Regions from separate parts of the Mus musculus genome. Here regions 1 and 3 are each linked to region 2. A link is a contact called in public HiChIP or PLAC-seq data. All regions are on one chromosome and are shown on one strand. Each heading gives the region's core, a stretch centred on a gene start, on an enhancer-like site or on the middle of the called end of the contact. The rest is flanking DNA. Distances are from core to core; before and after follow the strand shown.

The links. HiChIP or PLAC-seq counts read pairs in DNA pulled down with a chosen protein or histone mark.
Region 1: an H3K27ac HiChIP or PLAC-seq map of bone marrow-derived dendritic cells shows a contact between it and region 2, with 4 times the contacts expected there. The contact joins the enhancer-like site here to the promoter of Rel in region 2. A contact is called at or near these places in 6 of 39 promoter capture datasets (the 3T3-L1 cell line, the C10 cell line, the HPC-7 cell line and 2 more), 4 of 484 Hi-C or Micro-C datasets (CD4 T cells, cortical neurons and embryonic stem cells), 8 of 115 datasets of contacts at active chromatin or transcription factors (the 230-238 cell line, the HPC-7 cell line, bone marrow-derived dendritic cells and 5 more) and 2 of 9 other capture datasets (adipose tissue and liver).
Region 3: a contact with region 2 is called in an H3K4me3 HiChIP or PLAC-seq map of bone marrow-derived macrophages, with 2.3 times the contacts expected there. The contact joins the enhancer-like site here to the promoter of Rel in region 2. A contact is called at or near these places in 4 of 39 promoter capture datasets (the C10 cell line, cranial neural crest, embryonic stem cells and 1 more), 1 of 115 datasets of contacts at active chromatin or transcription factors (bone marrow-derived macrophages) and 1 of 9 other capture datasets (liver).

The regions. Positions count from the first base shown.
Region 1 is chr11:23,952,491-23,956,176 of GRCm38.p6, forward strand. No RefSeq gene overlaps it. Among named protein-coding and RNA genes, the nearest start is that of Papolg, 59 kb to the left of the region's middle. Within about 2 kb of position 1,786, at least 20 of the 459 cell types and tissues checked have an H3K27ac peak or open chromatin away from gene starts, as enhancers often do. A contact at or near this core is called in bone marrow-derived dendritic cells, bone marrow-derived macrophages and pro-B cells, where this site is marked.
Region 2 is chr11:23,769,226-23,772,913 of GRCm38.p6, forward strand. Rel (reticuloendotheliosis oncogene) reads right to left here and starts at 1,744. Exons shown (of 10, transcript NM_009044.3): 1 at 1,455-1,744. The coding sequence starts at 1,464.
Region 3 is chr11:23,986,395-23,990,397 of GRCm38.p6, forward strand. No RefSeq gene overlaps it. Among named protein-coding and RNA genes, the nearest start is that of Bcl11a, 90 kb to the right of the region's middle. Within about 2 kb of position 1,452, at least 31 of the 459 cell types and tissues checked have an H3K27ac peak or open chromatin away from gene starts, as enhancers often do. A contact at or near this core is called in bone marrow-derived macrophages, where this site is marked.

The sequences.
Region 1 (3,686 bases), core at 536-3,035, 180 kb after region 2:
ATTGTGTAGATCCTAATTTAGATAAGGAATCTGCTGTTATGATGTTGTTAAAAAGACCTGCTTACGTTTTGCTGCCTGTAGAGTTAGGAAATAATTCTTGGTTTGAGAATTCAGGATTGCAAACTTTGAAAAAGTTAAATGAACTTATTAGACCAAAGGAGATTTGTTACAGCTCTGATTTTAGGAATTACTGCTTTAATTGTAATTTTAACTTCTTTTTGCAGTATCTACCACAGCTTTAGTTCAGCAACTACATACCTCTCATTTTGTTATAGATAAACTGGAGGCAAAGGTTAATGCTTTTTTACAAAAGGCAGTTTTAGCAATAGATTGAGACAGGATATAGCAAATATTAAGGCTAGGTTAACAGAAAATTCAGATATTAGCAGAAGCCATTTGGATACTTGGAACATTGATGAATTGGCCAGAAATTTAAAGAATAACCTAAGTGCATTGAATCCCTTGGATTAGGTTCAATATATAATCTTGTTTGCTATTATTATTGGCATTATTTTATTAGTAATCATTGTATTTCCACTCATCTTTAGAGTTCTTCTGAGATCTGTAGCTACCACGAGGCGGGACATTCTGGAACTTCGTCTAAAACATAAAAAACAGGGGAACTGCTACATCCACTCCAGTAGTGACAAGTGTGACAGGCCCCGGACACCTGGGCGCTGTCCTCAGGTGGAAAGTTCATGGAAACTTAGTCTCCTGGAATTGTGGCATCCTGTATAACGAATGCTCCAATGTCCTTGCTTTAGTTGGTAAATGGATCTGTGTGCTTTCCCTTAATATTGCTTTATTACAAGTGCTCCTAAGGATTGATTTTTTGAGATATAGCTAAGTTAGATTCTAGGCAGTCCTTGATCCAACCCTGGGCATGGATAGCTAAGTCACTGCCCTACACAGAAATTTACCATTACCTAGGAAGAAGGAAGTTTGTGACCTAAAGAGGAACCAGAGTAGTTACTTAGAACTATAGATAGCTGAGTTACACCCATACACAAGTATTTACAATGGCCTAGGGGGAAGGTGGACTATACAATAGACTAGAGTAGGAACTATGGCAAGGGCACGAAGCCCTTGCCCCTGGCTTCTAAGATTAAGTGGGCCTTAGGTGGGGCTATTTTTGATCCCAGTTGTTAACATTGAATTTTATCCCAGTTGGTTCCTGCTAGTCCTTCCGTGTTTGCATTCCTCTGATTTATGTAAGAATCCAGTAACCTCATTGTCACCTTACTTCCCTATTTTCTTCTGTATAAAAAGTTTGATGCTCTATTTGACAAATTACATCAGATCCACACTTCCTTGTGTCGAGTCTGTTTGTCACCCCAATTCCCACCGACTCTGTGCCCATCTGTCGGAACCCCTGATTCCCACGGATTGAGGGGGGCTAATTAGGCCCGGTCCGTGGCACCCGTTTTTACACTGTTGTTGAGACACTCAGAGCAGGATGGTGTGTAACAGCGGAACAAGAAGCCGCCAGTCGGCTTTTAGCAGTAGGACTCATGATGGCACAGGAGCTAACTGGGGCTGTGACAGTTGCAGGTGACTAGATGAGTGTCAATCTGCTTCTCCTATTAGGTTTGTGTGTGGCTCATCACTGAAGAGAGGAGAGTGTTTATCTCTCCCAGCAATGGCAGGGCAGATGGAGAGGGTTCTGGGGATGGAGGGAGAGTGCATTGTGGGGAGTGCACTTTCTGTGAGAATAACCAGACAGTGGGTCAACAAAGGGAGAACACGGGACTTTCTGTATGCCACAGTGGCCAAGGGTGAGTGCAGTTTGAGGCTGGCTGGAAGATTTCAGACAATATTAGAGACAACAGGCTCAGATGAGTGGCCAAGGTGGTGTCAATTTCTTGGTGGCTACCTACAGCTGGGACAACCAAGAGAATTTTCTAAATGCCAGTGGTACCTTGCTGTGGAGTAGAGTCTGCCGCCTGTCACAGTATATTACGTTTGCTTTAATCTGTTAAGGTAGAGAGGAGGACTGGGGAAGATTTTTAGCTCTGAGGGAAAAACCAAAACAAAACGGAACTTAGATTTTTCTAATATTTGACTATGGCCCCCTCTAGTGGCCATTATGTAGAATTAACCAGAATCTAAATATTTCGGAAATGAATTCAATTTTTCAGAGACAGAGTTTGCAGCTTTGAGGGACTAACCTGGATTCTGATATGCAGCCAGGTCTAGTTTGTGGTCTGAGAGGTATCTGGGTATCTCAGAACTTACTTTATGAATTACATTGGTAGATCGGTTGTTGATGGCAGAGAGATCATTGAACCAGGCACACAGAGCTGGCAGGCAAGATGGATTAAAGTCCTGCTCTATTGTGCTTAAATTCTATCACAGAGGTCGGCCCATCAATAATTAGTACACAAGAAAAAGGACGCTTTGGTTAGCAATTCCTAGGGAGAAAGCTGAGCTTGCTAGCAGGGAGCAAAGACTGAGGTGGCCAAGGAGAGCTTCTCTGAAGATGGTACAGAGGAGCAGAGGAATGTCCCGTTTAGGGACCACCGGGAGAAAGGGCTGCGTGCTGCAGGACGGCTTGCCTGCTCTGTGAGCCCACACGGTGCACCTGTCATGACTGGGAAACACTGAGCAGTTGGCATAAGCCATGAGCTGAGGTCACACGAGGGCTAGACCCCACCAGGACTGTCAGTGTGGGGTACACAAAGCCATAGGAGTTCGCTCACAACAATTTTCATCCTGTCTCAACAGATTGTATTTAAGAACTTCTCTGTTGAAATGATGGACTTTGCTTCTAAACAAGTGGAAAAAAATATTTCAAAACCCAAATTTGATGTAATCTGTTAGCTCATCAGATCAGCCAGCATTTGGTGTAGCGGGTCCATGCAGGATATTCAAGTTAGAAATAGCAGGCTCATGCTACGTTTTTATTTATGTAAGACATTGTCTTCTTGAAACAAATGTCTTATCAAGGGGCTGATATCTTTCCGAGGAGAAACTGAAAATGGTTTTCGCTCTAATGAAGATGATTCTGAAATTGAACTGGATCTTCTGCAAATACTTGATTTAGCCACACCTCCAAATACAACAGCTTCTTTTTTTCTACCCGTGCCTTACCTAGAAGAAACACTGTGAGAAGCAAGGCAGAAAATGCTAGCAGAAGTCGGCACTGTTAGGTTTGTGAGAGCAAAAAATGTAACATAACCTGATGCCTGGCCAATGGCATGCATCCAGCTGGTAGCCCTATGCTGTGCTGTGTGTTGGCTTCTGTGCCAGGGATGTAGCCCCTCCTACTTGCTGGAGATGACAGGAAGGGCATCTGTGGACTGGAGAGGTGGCCCAACAGTTCCTGCACATGCTGATCTTGCCCAGGTTAGTTCCCAACACCCACATCATAACTGCCTGTTACTGCACTTCTAAGGGGGGGGGAGACAGACAGACAGACAGACAGACAAAGAGAGACAGAGACAGAGAGACAGAGAGACAGAGAGAGATGCACATATAGACATATGCACACACAATTTTTAAGAAATCTAAGAAGAAAAGGACACTTGTACATCAATGCTTGGTGAGGAGGAAGTGAAGAAAAAGAAGGGATGTCTGTGTCTGTGAGACTGACTATGGCAACAAATGTGGGGGGCACAGAGCTCCTTTAGGGGTATCTAAGTTTGCCCCACCCCCACCCCATCTATCAAGGGAAAGAGGCCATTCTG
Region 2 (3,688 bases), core at 494-2,993:
GGGCTTCACAGAAGCTGGGCAAGCCCAACCCAACTTCTAAATCCTTAAAACTTGCCATTTCTTTTAAAAAGTTCCCCACTTTAACTTTTGGAATCATTTCTATAACAGCACAAAATATATGTCCTTAGGCAAATTGCAATTGTATTACATTTTAAAATCATATCTGTCTTACAGTTCTTTAATAAATGACTTTTCTGTTGAAAAAAATTCAAGTATTGCATTCATACACTATATAATAAGATTCTATTAGGTAGACAAGGACAGAACTGTTTTAACAAAGCTTGCCACTCTTTACAAATGTCATACAAAAATCTCTTTCTGATTACCAATGAATTAAATACTTAAAGCCTTTTTGTGCTTCTAATCAGAACATGAGTTAAATTTACAAATTTACTAGAGCATCTGAAAGCCTGGCTTCATTTAAATGGGTAAAGAGAAAGTTGAAATATTTTAAACTACACTTGTTTTCTCATGAAAACCACAGACAAACTGAAATCAAGTGTCATGTGAAACACCCCAGTTTCCTTTACAGCAGGAGTTATGATATTGTTCTGCTCAACTCTTAAAGAGTTCACTAAGCTTTCTACTTCCTCTTCTCTGCCAGACGTCGGCTGCCTTCTACTGAGGGTCACTGGGAAGATAAGGGTCAGCGTCCTGCTACAGACAGAAGGTGTCATTTTTAGCTCCCACCACCATCTCAGCTGCTTCAAGTGCTTGCTTTACATATAGTACGACTGTCATACTAAACTCCCCTGTCCTGTAAACTGTTTCTTATAAATGTCCCCCTCAAAGCAGATGATCCAAAACTTACTAGTGGCAGATAAAACACTGACATTAAACGATGACATTTTCAACCCTACCAGTTACTTTAAAGTATAATCAAATCTCGTCCTCTTGCTGCTAACAAAACGCGCGTGCAGGTTTGGGGTTGGGGGTTGAAGGGATCGAGGTCTCTACACGGTAAATTAGACAAGCAACATCTTTAGCTCGTGGGGGCGGGGGTAGTGTTTTCGCTTGGAACGAATTAAAACGCCACTGAGGACTTTCACAGCCACGCCACATTCTGTACCAGTGTCAGCCGCTAGCACGATTGGACTTAAAAAAAGAAAGCTCGTCTGAGGTCCGGAGGTTCCTCTTTTTTGTTCAAAAATGTAAAACTGGGTCTCCATACCACTGAGTCTTTAAACGCGAGGCTTCTCTGCTCTCCTTTACTGAGATTACCCCCTGTGATCCTAAAAGCACACCGTTGGGAATTTCGAAGGTTCTGGCTATTAGGAGAAGATCAGATTACAGTGCGCCGCTTTGATTTCACACGCAAACCCCGGAGCGGGCAACTTTTCAAACGGCTGACAATTTGCCAGATGAGAAGACTTGAAAGGCAGACCGTCCTAACCCCAAACGGAGCCCCCGACAGCTCCTCCCCGTGACCCGCGAGTGCTCGCCCCGGTACTCACTCGAGGCCATGGCTCGGCTCCGCGCGCCGCTCGCTGCAGCTTCCAGCGTCCGGCCCGAGGCTGCAAGGCAGCCAGTCAGTCAGTCAGTGAGTCAGTCAGCCAGGCAGTCGGTCAGGCAGGCAGTCAGCCAGCTAGCCCGTCAGTCAGCCAACCAGTGAGGAGGCTGAGCAGCCTCCGCAGCCGGGACGCCTGTCCTCGGACCACCCCCGGGCCTCCTCTTCTTTCCCGGCTCCTCTGGGTTTGCGGCTCACACCTTCCCACCCCCGAATCTTCGCGCTCCGGTCACTAGTGTCCTGGCGTCGCCTTGCCAGGATGCCGCGGCAGGGGCAGGGGGCGGGGCGGACCGCCCGGCGGAACGTGGGGGGAGGGGGGGGGATTTCCCGCTGCTTACGTCACTCGCGCCACCGCCTACCCGGGGCGGGGGGCGGAGCCTCGCGGCGGGCGCGCGACCCCGCGCGGGCCAGTGCGCTTACTTCCTCCAGAGCCACCACAGCCTGCACGCTCGCGCCGGGAGCTCCGTGAGGGCGCGCAGCGACGACTCCGCGCGTGAGAAGCCGTCGGTCCCTGAGAAATCCCCCTCCTCCAGAGTCCTTGAGAGCGCCGCTTAAAGCCGAGGGGCGTGTTCGTGACGTCATGCTGGCCGAGCGGCCGGAGGCGGGCCGGGCGGTGCACCGGGCGCGCTCCTTGGCCGCCCGAGGCCCGCCCGGGGTTTTCGACCGGTGGTTCCCCCTCTTCCCGATTTCGCACATGCAAATCTCCGCCCCCGCGCCAGAGAGTTGTCCGGGTGCTCTGGAGGGGAAGTGCGGAAGCGCCAGCGCCCGCGTTCGGCAGTAAGGCGCAGATTTGCATACGGGGACCCCCGCAGCCTTATTTTCCCTCTATATCTACATTACGTCTTTTACCTACCAAAGTTTTTCAGCTGCACTGCGAGGCCGCTAACCCCATTCTGTATAAATGTACACGACGTCCAGAGATTGGCCGAGATACCCACGGCCTGAGGCCTGGACCGAACTTTGGTGCTTTGACAGGTCAGGCGGAATCTTGTTTGCCTTCAGTTGCTAATACGCACCTGTTCTCTTAGTCTATGATGTATTAGCATGTCATTGTATACACGAGTATTAGGGTTGATTGGGGTTTGGAGAAGCTGAGTAGCTTGTCCATACTTTAGAGTTCTAGAAAGGAATTGCACGATTTAAGCTTAAGATTATCCAGCCCCGTTTAGCGCACTGCACTCCCAGCACGCGGGAGGCTGAGGTAGGTGGACTGTCTCAACAACAGAAATAACTCAGGGTTATCTGGCTCCACCTCTTACGTTCTCCAGTCATTTACTGACTAAAACAAGTAATGGAGGGGAAATAGAGAATATCATCTTGCATGGCCAACAAGATAGCTTAGAGAATAATTGCGCTTGCTACCAAGCCTGACAAATTGAGTTTGATCCATGGAAGGACAGAATCAACTTCCAAAAGTTGTCCTCTTACCTCTACATGCGCTTCAAAGAACGCCAAAGTGTGTGTGTGTGTGTGGGGGGGGGGGGGTTGGATAATTAAAATATATACTATCCTGTCATAAAAAATTCATCCTGTTATACAACTCCCCCAAAGTGAAGGAAATAATTAAAATCTGCTAGTTCCAAATTGTCTTCTCAAAGAGTATAAATAGCAGTTGTGTTTTTAGTTAAACACAATCATAAACAAGTCACAAAGATATAAAATAAAATAAAACAATTAGCAGGGTGAACTATGTTCAGCGCTCCAGAGGTCAAGACCACAGAATCATAACTTTGAAGATAGGATGAGCCACAAAACACTGAACACACCAATACACACACACACATGAATGCAGGCATACTTCAGCTTTTAACTCAACCATATCTGAATGACATAGTTTCTACTTACTGTCTTTATTCAAAGAAAAAGTAAATAGGAGGTTGAAATTCTCATGGATATTTTTAGACCTTGTGCTAGGGGAAGGTGTCACTGTACACCTGATAAGGCTGCTTGTCATTGGGGTTTACAGAGACTAACACGTGGTAATTTTAGTACTGGGTGGCATGTCTGTAATCCCAGCATTTGGGAGGTGGAGGTAGGACCAGCAGGGGTTCTAGGTCATCCTCCACTATATAATGAGTTTATAAAGCCAGCCTGAGCTATGAGGGAGTCTGTCTCAAAACACAAGCATGCATAAGTCTTGATGTCACTGCATTTCTATAAAGAAAATAAGGTAGTGGGGGT
Region 3 (4,003 bases), core at 202-2,701, 220 kb after region 2:
TTCTGGAAAGTGATAGCGTACAAAAACCAAATTGGTACCCTGGTTTGTATTCCAGTCTCTGGTAAGGTTGCATGGTTGCATATCACTGAAAATCTGGTTTTTGAGTTGTTGAATCAAATCCATTTTCAAGTGCTTCTAAGCTGAGGGTCTGTGCTGGATGGTGATCTATGTATCAAGGCGGCTTCCAGTCATGGGGTCTCTTGAAGACTCAGCCACCGACCTTTTTGGACAGCACTCTGAGCTTTCACTCACACATCTTTGTAACTAAACCAGTGTGGCATCTGGAACGTGTGCAGATATTGATTTTCAGTGACTTGGGCCAGAATCTGCCACCTCCGTGGGCAAGCACCTCTTTTGCCAACAATGTCCTAATTGCTATCGATGGAGCTGACATTCTCGCCGTGGGCCAGCGATTATTTATTTGGCTGCTCTGACTTAGAAGAGCAAAAAATGCACTCAGATACAGAAGTGTTTGACCCCACTGGGGAGACTCACTGGCTTAAAACTTGTTACTAGGGAAATTGTGTGTGAGTCCCTTCTGATCTTTGACCTGCTTTCCCAGCTGCCACAGAAAGGCACGTTCTCCATGACCTATGGTGGAGGGGAGGGGATTGGGCCAGGAAGTGGATGGCAAATGACAAGTGTGAGCAGGCAAAACAAAAGGCACACATGGAAGTCTTGCTGTCTCCTTGGAAGTTGTCATTTATATAACATATATAAGTTCCAGAAGGACAGTACAAGAGAACAAGACAAACTAAGTGCAGCTCTTGGGAGGCCATAGACTGAAACATGGGTAAAGTGAATGTAATTACCAACTTGCTGATGAAGATGGCAGGCTGTCAGCTTAGTTGGGCACATCCATTGGTGCCAATTGCTTAGGTTCTGGTGCCTCCAGAGGTTGAGAAGGCATGGGCCTGGGGAGGGTGGGGATCGTAGATAATAACAGGGATAAACCCTGGGGGCAAGAGATACACAGAAAGGTGTACATAATGATTTGCATATGCATATCGACTGTATCTTCTTGCTTCTTCAACACCCATCCCAAGATATTCTTTAAGGGTCATATGTTTCAACACTCCATGTGCCCACCCACCCAAAGTATGACCCACAGTACATAAAGACACCATAGAGGACAGAAGACAGAGCTTGGCCTTGAAGGAAAAATGCACTTGGGTCGTGACCTTATTAGGCCTGTCAGAAGGTGAGAACAAAGAGTCAGAAGGAAGAGAAATTGGCCAGAAACTTGGGGATAGAAGCTGGGAAGAGGAGTCCCAGACCCAGGAGACTGGCCAGAGGCTCAGGGACAAGGGGCCTAACAGTTGGCAGGACACATTGCCGACTGCTGCCTGCTGGAGGGGTCTGGACAGAATTGTATTTCCATCTCACCAGATTCTATTGTGGCTTTGAAACCCTGTGAGGTACAGCAGAGGTGGAGACAGGATGAAGCAAGGGGAAAGCTTACAGTAACAAACACAACTGGGTTGCAAGAAGAAAGCAAGCAGATAAGAATAGAGTCTGATACTAAGGAAAACAAGGTATTTAAAAAAAAAAAAAAGGAAGAGAAACTGAAGACAAAAGAGGAACTTAAAAAGGATACATTTTGACCCAGTGTTGAGACTGGAAACTGGTACAAGAAGACAATAAGGGTAAGGGGCAGATGCAGGGTTGAAGGGGCCTGAAGTTTCAAACACCTTGGGGAGGAAGACCATGCAATTATGGAAACGAAATTAGAAAGGCTTGGGGGGGGGGGCTCTGCTGTTGACCTCCAGCCTCTGCAGGGAAGCCCCCCACCATGCTCATGGCTCTGCGGGTCCTCAGCCTCCGAGTTCATACTCCACACTCCTTGCTGCCTCTAGCACAGTCTGTAGGAGGGCCCTTTGCTTGCCAAACTGAGGTGAACTTCCTGCTAGGCAGTCACCTTCCCTGTGACACTTTGCAGCTTTACGGGCTACTCCCTTTGGATTCCAAGACTTGTGTGGTGGCTTCATCTCCATGTGTTCACCATCCTTCCTCTTCTCACATCCTGAGAACAGTTACCGGCCCAGGATTGTTCTCACCTGGAGATTTTAACCCTTTCATCACAGGACACTCCCCCTGTTGTTCTGAATATCTATCATTCCTTGCCATCTGCGTTCTCTGGCCAGGCCACTGAGAGCTTGGGTCCTGGAGCAGAGGACTTGGTCTCAATCTAGGTGGGAGACCTTGGGTAGCAGCGCTACATTTTTTTTTTTTTTTTTGGCATGTTCTCAGGTGAATGGAGGTGGATGAGAGTGTCACAGATGAATGCAATGTAATAGACAAAAGATTCGTTTGGCACGGGGCACTGGGTGCTAGCTGAGGGCTGTGAAAATGGAGACTGCTTAGGCCTTTGAGTCCGCTGTACTTAGTGAGGCACCTGGGGTTTGTAAGATTACTGACCTTCGCCAAAGCAGTGACTTTGGATTAACATGGAGACAGCTGGTTTAAATAGCTAAGAAGTAAGAATTATGAAATATTTTCCTCCCATTAAAATAGCATTTTTTTTTATTTTTAAGAAGACTTGCTAAAATACAAAAATACCACAAGAAAGAAAATCTATTAATTTCTATGGTAATCATATAATTTATAATAAAACTCTTATTTTTGAGATAAGGTCTTGCTATGCAGCCTAGACTGGTCTTTAAGGCAGGACTCTCCTGCCTCAGCTCCCTGGGTGCTAAGGAGTACAGACACATGTGACCACACCTGCTCAACGGTGCTTTTGAATGTCAGGGAGTGCATGCCTGCTCAAGGATGCTTTTGAGAGTGAACCAGAGTAATTTTAAAACTCAATTACTCTTAACAAGGCAGGGTTTATGTCTACACTCCAGAGACACCTCAGGGAACATTGTGTTGTATGGTCTTCTAGTGTGGTCGCTCACATACACTCTGTAAATGCTACTTTGTACCCTGATTTCCTCTTAACAATATCTCATGAAATCTCTTCATGTCAATAAACATAGATGTTTACTGTTACATTTAAGGACCACGGACTACTTACTTGGAAACACTTGTTTTAACTAATCCTGTATTGACATAGTTACAGTGTTTTTAATTTTTTGAGAATAATAAATTTTTACAAGGAAATTTCAAGTTGAATGTTACCATTTCATGAGCTGGAATTTTGTAAGAAGAATATCCAAACAACCAATGATTTTATCTAAGGCACTTTGGCCTCTTTGGTGTTTGTCTCGAGACTCCAGGGACTTAAACATGACCTTGTAAAGCTTACCTAGCCATTCTCCTTATGGGCACATATAGAGAAAAGTTAGCTGATACTTCTTAGCAATTAAATGCCATTTAAAACACAGCTACAACTGAGAGTACTGACAATTATATATAAAAAGTTGACAGAGAGCTCATCAGGAGGTAAGGTAAGAAAATATAAATACTGTTGTTTAATTTAGTGCCATAGTCTTTATTATTTTATTCTATTTTATTTATTTATTTTTGAGATTCAGGTTTACCTCAAAACTCGTAATCCTCCTGCTTCAGATTCCTAAATACAGGGATGGCAGTCACATGCTGCCATGCTTGGCTAGGTACCACGATTTTTGACTCTTCATTACTCTACTGGTACTCTAGTGATATTTTTAATTAATTCATTCATTCATTTTAAAACTACTACCTACACATTTATTCTGATCAGTTTAAAAATTACATAGAGTGAAACCTTGTTTACATAATACCCTGCTGGCTCATTGAGAAATTTGTACTTTGACGGTGTCATTCCTTCAAATACTCAACTATAATTGAATACACCAAGATTTCTCTCACTGATTCTATCCTACTCTAAGGTGCGCCAGCTTCCCGACATCTTCACAGGGTATTGCAGCAGGGACTGGCACTCTTCACATGTATAAACACCTTACGGACACTCTTCGAAGGATGTGGTCTAGATAGAGACAAGCAGAAGGAAACTGCTGGGTGAGGTGTAACTGCTGTGCTGTCAGACAGAGAGCCTAACACACGCAGAGATGCATCA